Regions from separate parts of the Cricetulus griseus genome. Here region 1 is linked to region 2. The links are chromatin contacts, called in public Hi-C maps. All regions are on one chromosome and are shown on one strand. The core of a region is the stretch at or near the end of the contact, and the rest is flanking DNA. Distances in the headings are between cores, read along the strand shown. Region 1 holds the start of Luzp1 (leucine zipper protein 1). Region 2 holds the start of Kdm1a (lysine-specific histone demethylase 1A).

What was found. A called contact is a pair of places that touch in the nucleus more often than the background predicts.
Region 1: a Hi-C map of the CHO-K1 cell line shows a contact between it and region 2, with 2.0 times the contacts expected there. The contact joins the promoter of Luzp1 here to the promoter of Kdm1a in region 2. A contact is called at or near these places in 3 of 8 Hi-C or Micro-C datasets (the CHO-K1 cell line and fibroblasts).

Annotation. Positions count from the first base shown.
Region 1 is chr2:16,846,281-16,851,046 of CriGri-PICRH-1.0, reverse strand. Luzp1 (leucine zipper protein 1) reads left to right here and starts at 2,094. Exons shown (of 5, transcript XM_027399741.2): 1 at 2,094-2,500.
Region 2 is chr2:16,712,211-16,717,232 of CriGri-PICRH-1.0, reverse strand. It overlaps Kdm1a (lysine-specific histone demethylase 1A), which reads right to left and starts at 2,555. Exons shown (of 20, transcript XM_027399742.2): 1 at 1,863-2,555. The coding sequence starts at 2,555.

The DNA of each region.
Region 1 (4,766 bases), core at 845-3,344, 130 kb before region 2:
ATGATAGGGAATTTGTCTAGTAGGCAGAAGGCTCTAAATTCAGTCTTCAGCACGGTGTGTGTGTGTGTTTGTGTGTGTGTGTTAATTAACATAATATTGTCTCCTGGGCCTGTGCACTTAATCACGTTTACTACTTCCTATACAATTCGAAACACATCCTGTTTCCTTCTTTGCTTCAGTCAAAGCAAACCAGGAAAGTTTCCAGGCAGTCACCAGGAAACTCAGCACCGTTTGGGTTAGACCACAGTCTCTGTCCTTAGAAAACTTTCCATCACCTTGCCACTGTAGTCATATTTTCATGTTTCTTCCTTCCTTCTCCTCTGGCCTTCTGCCCAGGCTTTCATTACTCCTTGATTCCTACTCTTTAATTATTGATCAAATGGTCTTTAGGCTGCAGCGGAAACCACCTCCACCTCTTTTGGAATCAGCAGGACATAAGGCATTTATGGGATGAATAGAGACCTAACCAGCTGAGGCGGCTGGTCACAGTCTGCAAGATGAGTGTCTTCCAGTGGAGAGAACAGTAAACCAAGCTAACCCTGTGTCCATGAAAGGATGCTAGAGCTACAGAGAGCAGCCCTGACTTCTCAGTGCCTAACTAAACAGAGGCTCTTCCAGTGGCTCAGTGGGTGAAGCGCTTGTCACATGCCTGAGGATTGGAGTTTGGATCCTCCCCAAACCCAGCCCAACTAGAATCCCAGGGCATGGAAGAGGAGATGGAATCTCCGGAGCAAGCCAGAGAGTTAGAGTAGCAAAACCAGTGAGCCCTGGGTCCAGTGGGGGACCCTGCCTCAATTCTTCAGGTGGAGAGTGATGAAGAAAGATACACGACATCAGTCTTAGGGCTCTCTACGGACACCCACACATGCACTTCCACACAGTACACTTCCATTTGAAAAGGTAGAAAAATGACGCTCTTTCAAATGTACTCCCTGGCCAGTGTAGGGATGGAGTAAAACCCAGATTGACTCAGGCTCTGCCACGTTCAATATGTGGCTTCCAAGGTCACCCTGGTGTTGACATCCAATTGGCAGATGGGAGAGCACATGCATACTTCTTAACCACGTTCGTTGGCCTGGATGGGGCGCCACGTCATCCTTGCCACTGTCTGATTGGCAGAAAGGAATCACATTGCAATTGCAAGAAGGGCTGGAAAAATGTAGTCTGGGCTGCTTTCCTCTGAAACAGCTCTAAACATGGAGGGGAGGCCTCTTTAATGAATAACTGACACAGGTCCAGCTCCTCTATATATGGATGTAGACTGGCCACAAGAAGGAAAATGGGCTGGCCTTGTTTGTGAGGAAACATGGGTAAAAGAGGCATTTAGGGATGAGGAGATGGCTCGGGAGATAAAAATGTTTGTGTCACTGTAATCTCAGTACTGGGGAAATGGATCTTTGGAGCTTATTGGCCAGCCAGCCTATCTGATTCAGTGAGCTTTAGGGTCAGGGAAAGAGCCTGTCTCAAAAGAATAAGGGTGGGGTGGGGTGGCGGAGAGCTTAGAGAGTTGGCTCAGTAGTTAGAGCACTGGCTGCTCTTGAAGAGAACCCGGGTTCAGTTCCCAGCACCTACATGGCATCTTACAAAAATCTGTAACTATAGCTCCAGGAAATCTGACATCCTCACCTGTTCTCCTTAAGACACCTGCACTCAGGTACACACACACACACACACACACACACACACACACACACACACACACACACACACATTTACATTTTTTAAAAAATTGTGTTTGTTGCCGGGCATTGGTGGCACACGCCTTTAATCCCAGCACTCGAGGCAGGCGGATCGCTGTGAGTTCGAGGCCAGCCTGGTCTCCAGAGCGAGTGCCAGGATAGGCACCAAAGCTACACAGAGAAACCCTGTCTCCAAAAAACAAACAAACAAAAAATTGTGTTTGTTGTGTGTACATACATATGAGGCCAAAAGTCAACATCCCTCCTCAGTCACTCAGTCACTATTTTTAGAGCTAGGGTCTCTCAGTGAAACTGAAGCTCATTGGTTTAGCTAGGCAGATTAGCCAATGAGCTTCAGGAATCTGTTTGTCTCTACTTCCTGGTGATAGCATTCCAGGTTCAGGCAGTCACACCCAGCCTTTTTGTTGTAGTAATCGTTGTCGTTTTTGTTTGTTTTTTGAAACAGGGTTTCTCTGTGTAGCCCTAGCTGTACTGGAATAGCTTTGTAGACCAGGTTGGCCTTGAACTCAAGGTGTACAGCCAGCTTTTTTTCTGGGTGCTGGCGTGAGCAAGTCAGGTCCTTATGTTTGAGTGGGATGAGCCATTTACTTACTGGCTTTACATTTGCAGTTTAAACCAGACTTTTGTTCACAAGGGAAGAAAATATGGAGAACGCCATGATCAGAAAAAGTCCAAGAGAGGTTGAATTTTCACTAGTTTTTAAGGTTGTGGAAAGTTTTAGCTTGGATTCCAGGTTCCATAGTCTTCTTCGAGTTAACTGCTGTGTGCCGTGGGCATCTGGGGGACTCATAAGAAATGAGGTAAGGTTTTAGCCTTCCGGGTTACTGAACTAGAGCTGGGAGGCAGTGTAATGAATGGAATGGCCTGAGGTCTGGAAACGGGAGCCTGGAGTCAAATTCCTAGCTGAGTTACATAGCTGTATGATGAAGAACCCACAGGATCTCTGGTTGTCAGATTCCTGGCCCAGTGGGTAAAGTCTCTTATGATAAGCAGGACGACTTGAGTTAGAATGGCATCCTCTAAGCGGTCCTCTGATCTCCACGCAACCTGGCGCTTGCCCCTCCTTTGTCAGCCTCAGTGTTCTCATCTGAAGGATGGAGTTAACAGACTGACCTCAGGGGGTTGGAATCTGGCCGCACTGTGGGCTCTGCCTCCCTGGGATAAATGTGTGGCCTCCCGTCGCGGTGCAAGGACTGTCACCGCACGCCCCCTCTCCCCCACCCACCGGCGCGTTCCCGGCAGAGGAGGACCCGGAGTTCACAAGGACGCGGCTTCCTGGCCGCGTTCCGGGGAAGGAGCTTTGCGCCGCGGGTCCCATCCCCCGGTCGTCCGGCTCAGGAAACGCAGAGAAAGCCAGGAACCCGGCCTGCCAGGCCCCGGGGCCCTCCGCCCCGGCCTTCGGCTGCAGGAAGCGGGCTGGCGGGAACGCCCTGCCCGTGGGTGGGAAAAGCCGGAGCTGTAGCATCGCGGCGTCCCAGGCTGCAGAGAGCTGTCACCGCCGCAGCGCGCCCCTTGCCGCAGCCCCAGCCCTGCGCCAGTGCGGCAGCCGCGTGGCCGGGATCCTGCAGGCGCCACTGCGCCTGCCAAGGCGCAGGGAGGGAGGGCTCGGGCCCAGGGCGCTCTTGGAGGGGGCGACATGCTGAGGGTGTGTAGGTGAGTGGTCCGCAGCACCGCTAGGAATTGCTGGACCCGCTGGTGTTAGACTCCGGGTGTCTTTTTTAGTCTTAACTTTGTTCTTGCTCCCGGAGATTTAGTTTCTTGATGGTGGAGACCTCAAAGACAGTTCTGGACCTAGAGGCTACTGTGACCGGCAGACCTTGATCCCCGAAAAAAATGGAGGACATACAAGGGCGGTGTTTTTTAGCATAGCATGGTCGTTGGAATCAGTCATTCTCCAACTTAAGCCCCAGCTTTCTCTCTTACCAGCTGCGTGACCTTAAGTAGGTTCATTAGCTTCTCTGCGCTTCCGGGCCATGTCCTCTTACAGGAGTCTGCCAGCTCTCCCAGACTCCCCACTCTGAATCCCTCTATCCCTCACAGCATATGGCCTGATTCTTTGTGACTAATATCATTAAACAATTGTATTCGATGCCCTGTCTCTCCTCCTCAGAAGTCCCAAAGTTCAGGAAGACAGGGACCTCTGCTAAAGGGCAGACTGTGTAGCATTGATGTGTTAAACACTCAGCCATTTGTCGTGAAATGAAAGAGTGAAGGAATGGAGAGATGCGTGCCAGACGCTGCATTAAGGGCAGAAAAGCACCGGGAATGAATCAGCATCGTTTCTGTCTTCAAGGAGGTCCCAGACTGGGTGGAGAGGGGTTTGTGCAAGAGGATGGTCCTGAGTATGCGCTGACAGCCCTGGAGATAAACACTAATGGAGGAGAGCAGCAGGAGAGCCAGAGATGAGTGACACCCAGTCCCTAGAGGGCTGGGATAATGGATTTCTTCCCCCACTACAACATACAAAGCACTTAATTTGCAAAAGGTGTCCTTATATGTTTTTATCCTAAGGAGGTGGGGGAGTTGATGAAGAGTTTAGTGACTTTTCCAAGCTCTCCTCCGCATTTGGAGGTGGAGAGCTATGCTGAGTATGCTTTTCAAAACCAAGCGCACACTAGGCAAGGAGTCTACCAGCCTCAAGGACTCAGCCAATGGTTTTCACCTCTCTTGGTTTAGGTCCAAGTAAGTAACTTTGCCTCTCCGACTTGCTTTACCTCTAAGCCTTGTCGTCCTAACCTAAAAAGAGCAATGAAGGCTTCCTATAACCGTCTGAGACAGTTGGTGCAGAACACTCCTTGTGATTCTTAGTTTATGCAAAAGGGTCTGGTGCTTGTAGAATGAATGAGTGACATGGTAGGGATGTGGTGGTGGGAGCCCTGGAACGTGAGGACAGAAAACCATGTCATCTGGAGGCTAGCAGGCAGGTGGAGGGTGGTTTATTCCTCTCCACTCTCACTTTCCATGACTCCTATGAGACTTTGCCCTTGGCCCCATTCATTATTGTGCTGTAATTTACTGTTTGCGAACCAATAAAGGTGAACCAACTCCAGCTTGGTTAGCATTCTT
Region 2 (5,022 bases), core at 1,306-3,805:
CCACGTGCAGTTTCTTTGGAAGTTAAAAACAAGATTCTAGAGGGGACGGGAGTTAAAAACATGTTAGGTCGGTTTCCTTATAGCATTTTCATTCATAATTTGTTTTGGTTGACCCTCCCTCATCCCCTTCCTCTCCTCCATCTGTACTGAAACCATTCCAGTCCCAGTATCCCACCTTTCTAATCCATGCTCTGATGAAAGTGCATACAAAAAAGTCCTTCCTCCAAACTCATTTGTGGGGGTGGGGGGAGAGGGAGAGTCGAGACAGGGTTTCTCTGTGGCTTTGGAAGCTGTCCTGGAACTAGCTCTTGTAGATCAGGCTGGTCTTGAACTCACAGAGATCCACCTGCCTCTGCCTCCTGAGTACTGGGATTAAAGGAGTGTGCCCTGCCCTCCAAACTCATTTTACTAAGCAGTGCGCATGGAGCAGGTAGGTGAAACTGAGGGCTCTCTGCAAACACTCATCTCAAGATGCTCCTCATCCCACCAACTTGATACACAGCAGCCTGGCAAAATGGTGTAAACCAGTCATCCTGTATACTCTGCAAGCCTAAGTGGATGTGTCGATTATGTAAGTTTGAGATCAAACTGAGAAACATAGTAAGAAGTCAGATCAAAAATGAGGCTGGCCCAGAATCCCAGTCATTTGGGAGGTTGACAAAGGAGGATCACAAATTCAAGCCCTGTCTAGGCCACAAAGTAAACTCAGGGTTTAATCTGGACAATTGAGCATCAAAATAAAAGGGGGATATAGTACAGTGGTAGAAAATCTGTCTAGCACATACAGTTCCCCAGTACAGCAGGAGTTCAAGGAGAGATTACCTAAGTCGACCTTTATTTAACACTAGTACTGATTGATATATTCATTTGCAGTGCTGTGGACAGAAACTCTGGGCCTCAATCATGCAAGGCAAATGCTGTGCCATCCAGCTACATCCCCAGACTACTTAATGTATTCATTATATACCCACATGTATTTCCAGTTTTCTCTATCGGATTAGGAACTCTCCAGAAAACGCCAAAGTCTGTGCAGTAAAGCCATGCCAATGCTTAGCAATATCACTGCCCCAGGTGCTCTTTGATTCAGTAACGAAATGACACCTTGTCAAAACACCAAACTTTTAAACTGTAAACCTCAGTTTACTCATTCTTAAAATGAAGCTAACAATACCGGTTCAGTGATGTTTGGCAAAACGAAAACGTTGGCTGTGTGCCAAATGCACCATCTGGCACACAGAGGTGTCAGACAGAGGTTATCTGTATGGTGTTGGATTTGGTGCCAAATCTTTATCTTTGCATTAGTACCGTGACCAACTGCTATGAGCATTCTTCATCCGCTTCCACATCTGTAAAAGCCTACCCGAGGCCTCCGACAGCGTTTGCCGCCAAGCCTGACAAATTCGGTTCGATTCCTGAGAACGGTGGAAGAACAAAAACCTACTCAGGCGAGTTGTCCTATGATCTCCACTCGCACACAGACAAGAAATAAATGTTTTGTTTTGTTTTTTTAAATAGTCTACGCCAAAGACCACTGTGAGAGGGGAAAAAAAATTTTTAAACACCTGGCGTACAGCAATACCTTTTAAAATCAAAGAAAAAAAAAAGCCCCTTCCTTCTCATGTCCCTTGACTCTGGAGCATCACCTCCAGCTCCCGCGTGCACCCAGACTAGAAGCCGCTCGATGTCCGGGCACAACAGCCACACAGGTGGACCGACGCGTCGGGAAGCCATCTTTCCCAGTCGGAAGTCACGGTCACACCCTCCTGCGCCCCATACCCCGGGTCCCCGCACAAAGGCCGGGCCTCCCCTCTCCCGCCGCCCCGACTCCCGGCCCGGGAGCCAGCGGCTGGGCCTGGCCTCACCTTCGCCCGCTTGCGCCGGCTGGTCCGTCGGCCCTCGGGGGTCTCGGCTATTCCCGTCTCCATGGGCGTCGCGGAGCCGGGCCCGGCCGTGGGCCCCGCCTGGGGCCCGGCGGATCCGGGAGGCTCGGCCAGGCCCCCGGGCGGCGAGGCCCGCGGAGGCTCCTTCTTTCGGGGCGTGCGCTCGCCCGCCGCCCCCGTGGCGACGTCGGTGGAGCCCGCCAGGCCCGCGGTTGGCGCGGCCACCTCAGAGCCGTTCTCGGCGCCGCTCGCCGATCCGGGCCCGGCCTCAGTCCCAGCCGCCGCCGCCGCCGCCGCCGCCGCCGCCGCTGCTGCCGCCGCCGCCGCCGCTGCCGCCGCCGCCGCGCCGCCTTCTTCCCAGACAACATCTCGGGCCGCCTGGCCGCCGCGGGCCGCAGGGGCCGCTCGGTCTGCCGCTCCGTGGGTCCGCAGCCGCCTAGCCTTCCCGCCCCGCACCTCACACGACCCGTGAGAAGCCAGACACCTCCGCGTGCGCACGCGCCCCGCGCGCTCCCGCCGCGTCAGGACAAAAAGCCGCAGCGGTGCTCCCCCCACTCCCTCCGGGCCTCCTCGCAGCCACAGAGCGGCGTCCTGGAGGCTAGAGCGGAGCTCCGGCGCTCCGAGAGCCGGGCCGACGGAGAGCGCCCCCTGCGGTAGGAAGTCAACTAATACCATTAATTCTAACTGCCGCACAAGGTTTGAATTAATGGAGTTGTGGCTGACAGAGAGCTCACCGCCTAACTTGAGACAGGGGAACACCAAGAAGGATGACTTAATTAACGATCGCCTGATTATCCTACGCTGTGTTACTCAACTTTAGAGCACTTGCCTAGCATGTGTATGGCCCTGGGTTATCCGTAGTACTGGAGGACTTTAGGGAACTAACTTCATAATCGCCCAGTTTGGACTGGGGTGGGGGTGGGGGGGATGAAGAATGCACGGATTTCCACAGTAATAAAATAGAAATAAGGAAATCATGGCCTGAGTCAAAGTAGACTCTCTCTTACCACCAAGTCTTGTTCATTTTGTTTCTTGGGTCAGCACACCGTCTACATTCACAGACACCCCCGCCGCACACATGCCTCCTCCATGTCCCTCATCTCCAGGCTTGTAACACCTCTTCTACCTAAGTCAGTCCTTTCTAATGTGGTGGTGGTGGGTGTTTTATTCCTGGGATGTGGAGGTGTATGGGAAGTTGTGTGTGAGTCATGTTGTAGGGACAATCACCAGGGAAGACTGCTCAGAAGTGAGTTTAAGCTAATAAAAAATCTTTATCCGCCTGCTGGCAACTACTGGGTGTTTGGGATCTCAGTTGTAGCCCTGAGCCTTTCTCAGGGTGAGCATTCAAGCACAAAAACCATGTCCCGGGTTGACATGCTTCAGTTAACAAGAACAGTTAGCCAGAAGCAGAACTACAAATGCCAAAAAGCAAGGTTTACATTTCCCAGAGCTATGGACTTTGATGGAATTAGGCCTTTGTTTTAGTTTTGGCAGATGGTGCTGTCTGTGTGCTGAGTTTTACAACCTGAATGGTGCTTTCCACCATGAAGTCAGTTGTGTTAGGGTTCCAGGGCCTACTAAGGTCCAGCACCCTCTTACAGGTAGTTTAATTCTTCCACAGTGGGAAAGTTGACTGCAAAACAGTAGAAGAATTTGCTGGGAAGAAATTCCATAGTGCAATTAGGGTAATATCTACAGGGGTGTAAGTATTCACCAAAACTAATTCAACTACATGAACAGACCTTTTTAAAAAGCTCTGTGAGAATCCACACTGCCAGAGAAGCTAGGAAACAAGGAGGACCCTAAGAGAGACATGCTTGGTCCCCTGGAGAAGGGGAAAGGGACAAGATCTCCTGAGCAAATTGGGAGCACGGGAAGAGGGGGGAGGGAGCTAGGAGAATGAGAAGGGAAGGAGAGGAGGGGTGAGGAAGACATGAGCGAGCAGAAAGGTTGAGTCAGGCAAAGAATTGAAGAAAATAAGAATGGAGATACCGTAATAGAGGGAGACATTTTAGGTTTACAGAGAAATCAGGCACTAAGGAAAGGTCTGGAGATCTACAAAGATGACACCAGCTAACAATCTAAGCAACAGAGGAGAGGCTACCTTAAATGCCCTCCCCTGATAATGAGATTGATGACTGACTTATATGCCATCCTAGAGTCCTCATCCAGCAGCTGGTGGAAGTAGAAGCCGACACCCACAACTAATCACTGAGCTGAACTGGAACCCAGATGCAGAGAAGGACGAGTGACGAGCACAGAGGTCCAGACCAGGCTGGTGAAACCCACAGAAACAGCTGACCTGAACATCGGGGATCTCTTGGTCCCCAGACTGATAGCTGGGATACCAGCATGGGACTGATCCAGACCCCAGAAACATGGGTTTCAGTGAGGAAACCTCGGAAATCTACGGGACCTCCTGTAGTAGTTCAGTACTTATCGCTAGCATAGGTGTGGACCTTGGGAGCCCATTCCACATAGAGGAATACTCCCTGAGCCAAGACACATGGGTGTGGGCCTAGGCCCTATCCTAAAGGATACGATAGACTCTGATGACGCCCTATGGAAGGCCTCACCCTCCAGGGGGAGCAGAAAGGATATGTGATAGGTAGGGTTTTAGTTGGGGAGGTGGTAGGGGAGGAGAGGAGAGAGAGGGAATTGGGATTTACATGTAAAACAATCTTGTTTCTAATTCAAATAAAAAATTCTAACAAAAAAAGCTTTGTGAGAAAAAAAAAAAACAAGTAATCACAGTACAACATATGTCTCATGTGTGAAGTATATTGGCTTGACCAAAATCAACAACATCAATGACTGTGACACAATTATATTGAGGGAACGGAGTTTGTGGGGAAGAGATGAGAGCAATTTAGGGAAGGGTTGGTAATGTGGGGAAGGCTGCCTGGTGCTAGCTAAACCCCGCTCTCCCGTCATAAAATGCATCATGTCCAAAAATGTAAGCACGTCACGCCACACGTCTGCTTCCTGGCTCTGTGAATCTGAACTAGTTTACAGTTCAAGGTACACCATCAGGGTAGGGGAGCCACGATAACTAGAACAAGCTGGCCGCCCCAATCCACAGTCAGGAAGCAGAGTGATGAATGTACGTGCTGTTCAGCTCCCTTTCTCCATCTTCTCCAGG